Linked DNA regions of Triticum aestivum: region 2 is linked to region 1. The links are chromatin contacts, called in public Hi-C maps. All regions are on one chromosome and are shown on one strand. Each heading gives the region's core, a stretch centred on a gene start, on an enhancer-like site or on the middle of the called end of the contact. The rest is flanking DNA. Distances are from core to core; before and after follow the strand shown.

Evidence for each region. Hi-C and Micro-C count contacts between places; a contact is called where the count stands out from the background.
Region 2: a Hi-C map of leaf shows a contact between it and region 1, with 9 times the contacts expected there. The contact joins two enhancer-like sites. A contact is called at or near these places in 2 of 5 Hi-C or Micro-C datasets (both in leaf) and 1 of 1 datasets of contacts at active chromatin or transcription factors (leaf).

What each region holds. Positions count from the first base shown.
Region 1 is chr7A:639,929,001-639,933,783 of IWGSC CS RefSeq v2.1, reverse strand. No RefSeq gene overlaps it. Among protein-coding and RNA genes, the nearest start is that of LOC123148873, 5.9 kb to the right of the region's middle. Within about 2 kb of position 2,418, at least 1 of the 8 cell types and tissues checked has an H3K27ac peak or open chromatin away from gene starts, as enhancers often do. A contact at or near this core is called in leaf, where this site is marked.
Region 2 is chr7A:640,186,276-640,191,123 of IWGSC CS RefSeq v2.1, reverse strand. No RefSeq gene overlaps it. Among protein-coding and RNA genes, the nearest start is that of LOC123148875, 86 kb to the right of the region's middle. Within about 2 kb of position 3,528, at least 3 of the 8 cell types and tissues checked have an H3K27ac peak or open chromatin away from gene starts, as enhancers often do. A contact at or near this core is called in leaf, where this site is marked.

The DNA of each region.
Region 1 (4,783 bases), core at 1,169-3,668:
CAGACGAGCAAAGAGACATTGAACGACACAATTCAGAGAACCTTCTCAATGCCAGCCAGGTTCATGAAAGTTTGAAAACCTACTCTATCCAAGGGTAGAAAAAGGGAATATCCACCCACTGTAAAAGCTAAGAACCAATAGAGATAAGACATTCATCGGAAATCAAGAGGCCAATAATGTCACTTAACCAATAAGCTGCAAGAAACTGGAACTCTACCTAATTCGGTAAATAAAATAGTGTTGTAGTAAGATTTAGGTCGAAATCCAGTGGTAACTATGAGAATCAAAGTGAAGGACAAGTAAAGATAATGGTAGCTTCCTAAAGTCAAGACAGGGGTCCAGAGAAAAAGACAACAAAACCATACAAGCGAAGCAAGCCAGTTCCTGAAGCAGTGATAACTCATGGATTTGTGTTCCTGAAGCTACATGTTGTTTATGGAGCAGGCAGTGCTACTCAGGTACAGGGACAGGGACAGGCAAGCAAAGACTGGTGTACAAGAAAGACGCATCAACTGGAAACTCAGATGGGTCAAAGAAAGCATGTGCTGTTGGTGGCCAATAATAGAGCCAAAATGTATTGATAAGAGAGGCCAATGCAAAGGCTCGGATCGTTTGGGGAGAAATCCTTACCAGGAGAAGAGAAACGAACAGGGTCAGAAAAGGGCGGGCCATCCGTTGTATTTGCTTGACTTTTTCTGGGTAAGCCATCCAAATCTAGCTCTCAGTGCATCTAACCAGGTTCATGACCACCATCCAAATCATGCATCTCAATTACTCCCTCTGTAAAGTAATATAAAAAGATCATATATTACTTTACAGAGGTAGTACATAATTATTTCTTGGAGTTGTGGTTATCTTAACCTAAGCACCAGTTATTATGGTTCCATGATATTTACTCTATATACTATGACATGAATGGCACAACCTAAAATGTTGCAAAGGGAGGACTAACAACGGTAGACAGCAAAAACAAAGAAAAGAAGTGCTAGGTTTGGAAGTAAAACCTCCAGATTGACTAACAATTATTGTAATTCGCTTGCATTGACCTCAAATTCTTCTCTGGCAGACAGTGCCTTCACACGAACCATGCCTCGCTCCCACTCAGATTTCCCCAACCAAAACCAGCCTGCTAGCACTTGTCCGATCTGCATGTTTAAACACCCATTTCAGACACTTGTCTTGTACAAGGTCTACGGATCTGCCATTCTTCCGCAGAGAGGATGCAACACAGGATGCTGGTTCCTGAAGCTCATCATCCAGCGGGAAGACAATGTCGTCTATTTGTCGCGACAGATGAGGCAGAAGACCATTCTCCTTCAGCAGTTCGACAATGACAGCGTCCCCAAACCCGAATCCACAGGCTGGTACATCTTAACTTCCAAATGTTGAAAGCAGGCTGAAAACAGGACCGCATAAAAAGAACGTGAGGCAGAAAAAAAGATAGAGAGGGACAAAACGCATGGCAACAGACTGCTGCAAATAGCTCCGAGAAACATTTGCTGGCAGAAAGATGCAGGAGAGAGGGAACCGGGTGTGGCTTCCATCGACCAGCACGGGACAAGGGAGGCAATGCAGCTTGCACAAGTCATTGTACATGGGTTGGCAAAATGGCACGTCATTAGGCGCCCAAAATGACAAGTGTTGTTTCAGATTTAACAAAAAGTTGGCATGGAGTATTGCACTATGCTCGTCCCCCCTGTGACAGTGCAAGTAGATGGCACGCACGCACTCCATGTTACATCACCAGGAATGAGCTTTGTTTAGCTAGCATCTCCCGTCAAGTCCCATCATCGATCCATGGGTGGATGGTACTCCCTCCGTATCGAAATATAAGACATTTTTTGACACTATCACAGTGTGAAAAAAAACATCTTATATTTTGATATAGAGGGAGTACAACATGCTAACTTCATAGTATAATTCTGTATTGATAAGAAAAAGGAAGAAGAAATATGCCCTAGAGTTGAAGAAAGGAGCCACTGAGCCCAACCAATAAGATAGGCGTATGATGATTGTAACGTGGCCACAGCCCAGAAGCTATCTAAATGCCGACCTAAATTGATTTACCCGGCCGGCTTGTGATGAGCTAAACGTGGAGTCATTCATTCCCCCTCCAGATGCTCGTGCTCAGTCTCATTGACATGGAATAAAATCGTCGTTTCTGGGGTATTATTGGGCTAGAATAACCTCCCTTGGATACATACGTCTTTACCTGGTGACATGGTACAGATAAAGAAAGATCATGGAGACATGCAAACAAAGAAATTGGATGCAGAGAGGGACAGGCACCTGACCCTCGATGCATACATATGCCAAGATTGTGAAATCTGAACCAACCAAATAACACATGGCTGGGCTACGCCACCATGGATGGGCCCCTACGCCTCCACGTATATATATCAATGCACGCCACGCACACATTACTTTCTTCCTCTCAGATGGGACAAGCATAAAAATGACCTGATACTAGAGTAGTAGAGGCTGTGATGCACGAGTAGGAAGAAACGAGACTCCAGCGCGATGCTGATAGATAGATCGTCCAAATATCTGTCCAGAGCGACGGAGATGGCCGAGCTGGTTCTGGTGTTCAAATCAGGATTCTTTTCTTTGCTTGCTAGGCGCCGATTTGTTCATTCAAGCGATCGAAAGAGATTGTTTCACGACGTAAATGGGGTGCTTTGTCGGACTCCTAATGGATAGACACCACACCAGGCAGATAGATGATGATGGAAACAGGGGTGGCGGTATTGACTGGCCACTCTAATTGTGACGTTCGACCAGACGAGCAAAGAGACATCGAACAACACAATTCAGAGAACCTTCTCAATGCAAGCAAGAATCAACAGAGACATTCATCAGAAATCAAGCTGCAAAAAACTGGAACTCTTTACTTAACTAATTCGGCAGATAATATAAGATTTAGGTCGAAATCTAGCGGTAACTGGTATGAGAATCAAAGCACAAGTAAAGATAGTGGAAGCTTCCTAAAGTCAAGGCAGGGTCCGGAAAAAAAGATAGCAAAACCATACAGGCAAAGCAAGCCAGTTCCTGAAGCAGTGCACTTAAAAAATGGCACGCCCTACCCACACACACAAGTTGTTTATGGAGCAGGCAATGCTACTCAGGGGCAGGGACAGGCAAGCAAAGACTGGTGTGGTATACAAGAAAGACGCATCAACCGGAAACCCAGATGGGTCCATAGAGGCTGAAGGTGACCCAAGCTAAGGGCAAAGAAAGCATGTGCTGTTGGTGGCCAATAATAGTAGAGCCAAAAGGTATTAAGACAGGCTAATGCAAAGGTTCAGATCGTTTGGAAGGCTACTGCAGAGAGAAATGCTTACCCTTACCAGGAGAAGAAAAACAAACAGGATCAGGAAAGGGTGAGCCTCCAGTCTCCATCCTAGGCTATCAGCCATCCAAATCTAGTTCTCGGTGCATCTGATCAGGCTCATGACCATATATCATAGGCTAGTGTCTGCAGAATCTGGTCCCAATCACTGCTCCTGTTCATGCTCTTAACTTTCAGGGGTTATAATTGAGCAGCAGCCAGTTAGTTGGCCTCATCGCACTTGGCTCCATGTGTCCACACCATGCATAATTGTGTCGGTCCTTCTTTACTTAGCATATGATCCCACTGAGAGCTATTTTTAGCGTTGCAGTTAACATATGCATCTCCCACTAAGACATCATTCTATGTTGACAACCACTTCAATGCAGGAATATCAGAACATACTCAAGATAGTCTGAAAGGGATTTAAACCTGCCCATGAATAGCCTGTTGCAGGTATTGCATTGATTGGCATAACAAACTGATACAGCTTTGTATGCCTAGAGTAGAATCAAGGTCCAAGATCAACAGTAAGCCATGTTTCCCTGATTTGGTCAGTCATTATTCAGGGCCAACACAATCACGTAACCTACAGGCTTTCGGAGGATGACATTGCACAGCCCTTAATCAATCCATCAAAGCACTCCATTGTATTTTCTCTATACTTGACTGGTGCACAGCGTATTGATTCTGACACAAAGCCAAATTACACAAAAACAATATCAGTACCGGAGACTTGCTACAGAATAATCTGTCAACATCAATCAAACCCATGTTACAAAGCCTGACTGGCCCTTATTGCTGAATTGCAATATTTGTAATGAGATATTAACAAAAGACAAAAAAATCATGTCAGCTTGTCACATACCTGTTCCTGCTGGATAAAGATCCTGTAGTGATCGGTAGGCCATCTTCACTTAGTTGACCCTTTGTGAGTTCCATCCGCTGAACAATTGCCACTGTAGATTACAAAGATGCGTGGGGTGAGGACTATAGCCCATGCGCATTAGTCTTGCTTAACAGAAATGGGGCAATCTGTAGCAAAGAAGTGTGGTGACCGTCAAAACGCACAGACATAGGGTGTAATCATGAGCTATCACAGTATAAACCTTACCAAGACTTTTATTTTCTTCTGAAGCAAGAAAATAGGCCTGATATTCATTCTTTCTTTCAGTGTCCCGATGGGCACACGATGAATGTGGCGATGCAGCATGAATAGTTGAATGAGGGAACGAAAGTTGTGTGTACATGTTACTACTATCTATATCTAAGATGACTCACAATTGTTTGAAAAGATAATAAGCATGCGAGTTAAACACTGCAGTATTTCATATTACTGAGATAAAAATCAAGACAGCTATCCAAATAACCATTATGTTTATAAAGTTAATACTAAAACAAATAATATAGGAAGATATCAAGTTAGTACAAATGTCAGTGAGTTATGTTATCCTC
Region 2 (4,848 bases), core at 2,279-4,778, 260 kb before region 1:
AATATATGATGATTGTCACATGCTAGCGACTTATCGTCTAAAGCCAAATTGGGTTTAAACGAAACCACACTTATACTTAGATCTCAACAAATAAGTCTCAAGACAAAACCAAATATTGTTTGCAAAAAACTTAAATCAAATAAAAATTGAGGTTTCTGATTTGAATACGATCAGTAAACCGTTCCAAAGGGGTTAAGCTAGGATTCGAATACGATCATGTAGCCCCAGTGGCTTTGGCGTTGCGCCGATCAAGAGGGTACCGACAGCTATGTTCTCTTTGGTTCGAATACGACCTATGTTTGAACAGGAAGCCCCCAAGTGATCATATAAATTTTTGCATCACGCTCATCAAGAGGGTTCCGACAGCTATGCTCGATGAGCAGGAAGCCCCCAAGTGACCATAATAAGGGAAGCCGTAAGGCAGGATACCCATATTTGAACCGCGCATCATGGCGGCAAGTTCTTTTTGGCAACCTTTAATTTTTCTGAGAACTCGAATCTTGCGAGAGATTAATTCTTTTTGAACCAGAATTTCAAACCAGATATTGAGAGCTTCAAAGCTTTGTGGGAGACAGGTTTACCTTGAACCGGATTTCAAACTGGATATTAAGGGTTTCACGCTGTGTGGGAGACGGGATTTTCCTTGAACCGGATTGTAAACCGGAAGCATCATTGTGAGCCGGAATCCTTCTTTTTAAGCCGGAAATTTTCTGACGGCCTTTAAATATTCGCCAATAAGGCAGTAGCCTTCGGGGCCGGGTTATTTTTCTCTCCAATGACCCGGAGTTCTTGAATATGCTTTAAACCGACAATCATTTACTGAGTCATGTCATCGTAGCCCTCGAGTTTCAAGGCGACTCGAGGAGTTGGCTTTGAGATTCTCCATATTGACCATGATATAAACTGGTATGAGTCATTCAACATCTCAGTGATATAACTTGTCCTGCACTGTAGAACTTGCAAGCCAGAGCAATTGCTCTTTTAAAGAAAGCAATATATAATATAAAAATATACTGGATGGATTTCACTGGATATGTTAGGTCAGTAATTATCTACCGCGGAGTTGATGATCACCATGTTGAAGTTGAAATCAATCACTGGTGAGTCGGCCATGGGAGCAGAGAGATGAGCCGGTCACGGCGTTGTAAGCCGGTGTGGACGAACGAGTCAATCGCAGGCGTGGTAAGCCGCGTGGACGGGCGAATCAACCGCGTCGTGTTGATGTAGCGGGGGCGGCGACCTGCGGACGTACTCGTCGAGCAGCACGGCACAGACAAGTGCTAGTGCAAAAAATAATGCTGGTGTGCGACACCTTTGTAATAAACAATAGTCCTGCGAAAAAATATCACAGACCAGAGTAATTGTTCTTTGATAAAAACAATATGCATTAAAAATAAATAGACAAGATAGTACCTGATATTTTTCTTTTGTGGGATGAACGTGGATATTGAGATCAAAACATATCAACTGTCTGATGTTGATAGCGGCTCATCTGATCATCTCCAGCAGCTACCCTTTCCTTTTGACTTGATCTGTCATATGAATACTTGATGTTGTATTGCCGGATACCCCAGATATATGCGTTGATTTGGTTACCCATGTATAAGCTTCAGGTCATCCATGGGGAGTAGCGCCCTGGCGACTTAGCAGATGCATAAACTCCAGCGGCTCAATAGCTCATATTCTCTTTCTGGTGTTTTGCACGAACACACATTCACTAAAAGCAGAACTAGTACTCCCCTCAACAGCAGCGGTAACTTAACAGATCTTTTATGAAACCGTCCAGGACTTTTAACCCTTGCACGACTCGCGCGTGTTGGTACGGAGGCCAGCGAAGGCGGCTCAGACGCACAGGGCGGTTTAGGCAAAGGTGAGCGACGAGACGGGCCGTAACAGTGGCTCGAGGCACCGACGAGGGCAGCTCAGGCCATCGCGAGACAGTGTAGGCGCGGTCGGTTTACTGGTGTTAGCTTGAAACGAGCCATGGCAGAAGCACGTAACGGCGCCGGCGACTCAGAAGTGGAAACAAGCAACGGCGTAGGTGTCTCAGAAGCGGCGACTCAAGGCCACGACGACAGCTCGAGGCGTCGTTGTCACGCCGGTGCAGAGGCGCCGGCGAGGCGGCGGGTTGAAGTAGAGCCCAGCTGTGGTGATGTAGGCGACAGGGTGGCTCAAGGTGAGGCCAAGTGCGGCGCGCGGAGGGGCAGCAACAGGCGGCTTGCGGGCGTGACCTGGCCGAGCGCGACCCAGCGGGGCTGCTCAGAGGCAAAGGCAACACTCGGAAGCGGCCAGCCGAGGCCACATCGGAGGCTCAGCGCAAGGTGAGCTCGGCGGCTATGAGTAGGTGCCGGCCCTCAGAGCAACGGGCCGGGTCAAGGGCAGCACGAGAACGGCTCGGACGGCCGTGCCTGCAGCAGAAGAAAAGGCAGAGTCGAACCATGGCCACGGGCGGCTCGGGGTCAAACCAGCGGGACCCGGCGATTCGAGGCGAACACAGCGACTCGGCGCAGATGCTCAATGGCACGGCGGTGAAGGTGAGGCCGGTGAAGGATGTGGCTCTCATCACGACGACTTGGGGGGAAAACCCGCGTCGGCGCGGGAAGGTCAAAGTGGCAAAAGTTCCTCGTCTCAGCCACGGAGGCAGTAGGCGCTTGAAGCAAGGCCACAAGGGCGGCGAAGGTGAGCAGGCCGTGGTAGAAAGAGGCAGCGCCGGTTCGGCCACGGCAGCAGCGGTGAGGAGTTCGGAGCCCGCTAGCTGGCGGCTCAGGTGACTGAGGCCGAGGGTGGCTCGTCGGAGGTGACTCGGTGGTGGCTCGGCCGCTCATCAGGGCCGGCACCGAACAGCAGTTGTGACCGCGACAGGCGGACCACGACGTAGCAGTAGAGGAGGTCGCAGAAGCCTGCTCAGAGGTGGAGATCGCAGCCCAAGTCCGAGTCGCGGTCAGTTGGATGAAATCACGTCTGTGTTTTCCTTCGAGTCGTTCACTTCCATGGTGGGCCGGCTGGAGCATGGGCGGCTCGCGGCGGTCGGCGGCTTGAAGCGCGGTAGGCCGGCGGGTTGCAGCAGCCAAGGCGGCTTAGCGGGCCGCAGCTTGGACAGAGGTGACCGGCGCCAGCGGCTCGGTCAGCGGGGGCGCGTCGGTGAGGCACCGCTGCGGTGGCGGGGGCGGAACGGCGAGGATGAAGAGTCGTGTCCTCGTCTTGATCCATAGCTGACAGGGCGCATGCAGCCCAAGTTTCTAGTGTAGCTCATCTGTCCTCAGATGATACGGTCTTGATTAGCAGTAGCATCGGGGAAACAACCAAAGTAGCATGCTGATACGGTTTTACTGCTTCATGAATATAGACGTAGTGTTCCTCCAAGATGTTGAGGAGTACTAGTTGAGATAGTACTAATTGGAGTGCTTGTCTGATTCGGTCTTTACTTCACATCGAGATTTTTAGTAGGTCCCCTTGGGACGTGAGACAGCCGCGCCGCAGACCGACTCTCAGGCGTGGCCTGGCGACTTGGCCGTGGAGGATTGAGATGGAGACGCGCAGAAGCAGAGGCAGTGACAGCGACTCGATGATGCATGGCCACGAGGCGAGCTTTGGCCATGGCGGCTCAGAGGCGACGCCTGTCAACGTAGGCAGTCTGACGAGTCCAAGTCAACGCTGAAGTAGTCAGCCAACTCAGATTTGACACCTTCTTTAGAAGTCTGTCCGTTTCGGCGACTTGTAAAACAATCAAATAAATCATAGGACAGGCGGGGGCGGATCAACTGTAATGCTAATTCTTTTTCAACTTCAATCTCATGGATTGTAAAATCTTCATCCGGAAAATTGCAAACTCCTCGATCCCTAGGAAGATCCCTTCAAGAACTCATCATCACCGTGCGCAGGCCCCACGGTGGGTGCCAACTGTCGTGGAATTATCACGGCAGATGTCCTAATGTGAGGACTTAGTCGTGAGGCCAACGCATCTTTGTATTAGCTTGAGAGGGGTTGAGCGGAATCGAGAGACGCAACACAAGACAAGGATTTAGACAGCTTCGGGTCTCGGAAAGCATCATCCGGTAATAGCCCTACATGTTGTTTGTGGCTAGATCTCATTATGCTTATGAAAGAGTCGCCGGTAAGCCGGTTCTCTCTAATTGTGTCTAGCCCTAGAGATTATTGTTTCTTGTTGCTTGTCCCTTTTTGGGGAGCCATACCCCTCCTTATATATGTTGAAGGGGCGGGTTACATGTGGAGTCCTAGTAGGACTAGGACTAGTCTATCCTTTCTTACAAGTTGAATACAAGTCCGGGTCTTGCTTCCTCGTAAAGGAAATATTCGTCATCTCTTTCCTCTTAAGCTGGCCCATCATAACGTGAGCCGGCCTTTTGGGCTTTGGGCCTTGTCTTCTATCTGACCCGCCATTAGGGCCATCCGTGAGTCGCCAGGTTCGTGAGTCGCCACTAACGGTGGGTTGCCAATGAAAACGCCAAGCCCGGGCGGGTCATACCGCGGGGTATATCCCTAACAATGGGGCTAGACGAAGAGATGACCGATCGACAATAAGACGATGGCTCCAGACATGTCGAGGAGGAAGAGTCCCGAAATGACGACGGCGGCAGAGAAGATTCAGGACACGACGAAGAAGAGTCCGAACATGGCGGAGAAGAGGCAGCGGTCATGCCGCAGTCTTTGACGCTACTAAGTTCAGTCGTGCAGGACCCTCATGTTCGAGACCTCCTTCGCAAGAGTACGATTAGCGAGAGAGCTGCTTCTAGAGAAGAGGCCAAGCTGGCGCAACTTGAAGTAGGCTCGAGGACTCCATTGTATGACGGTTGGGATCCCGAGGTGACCCGCATGAGTTTCACGCTC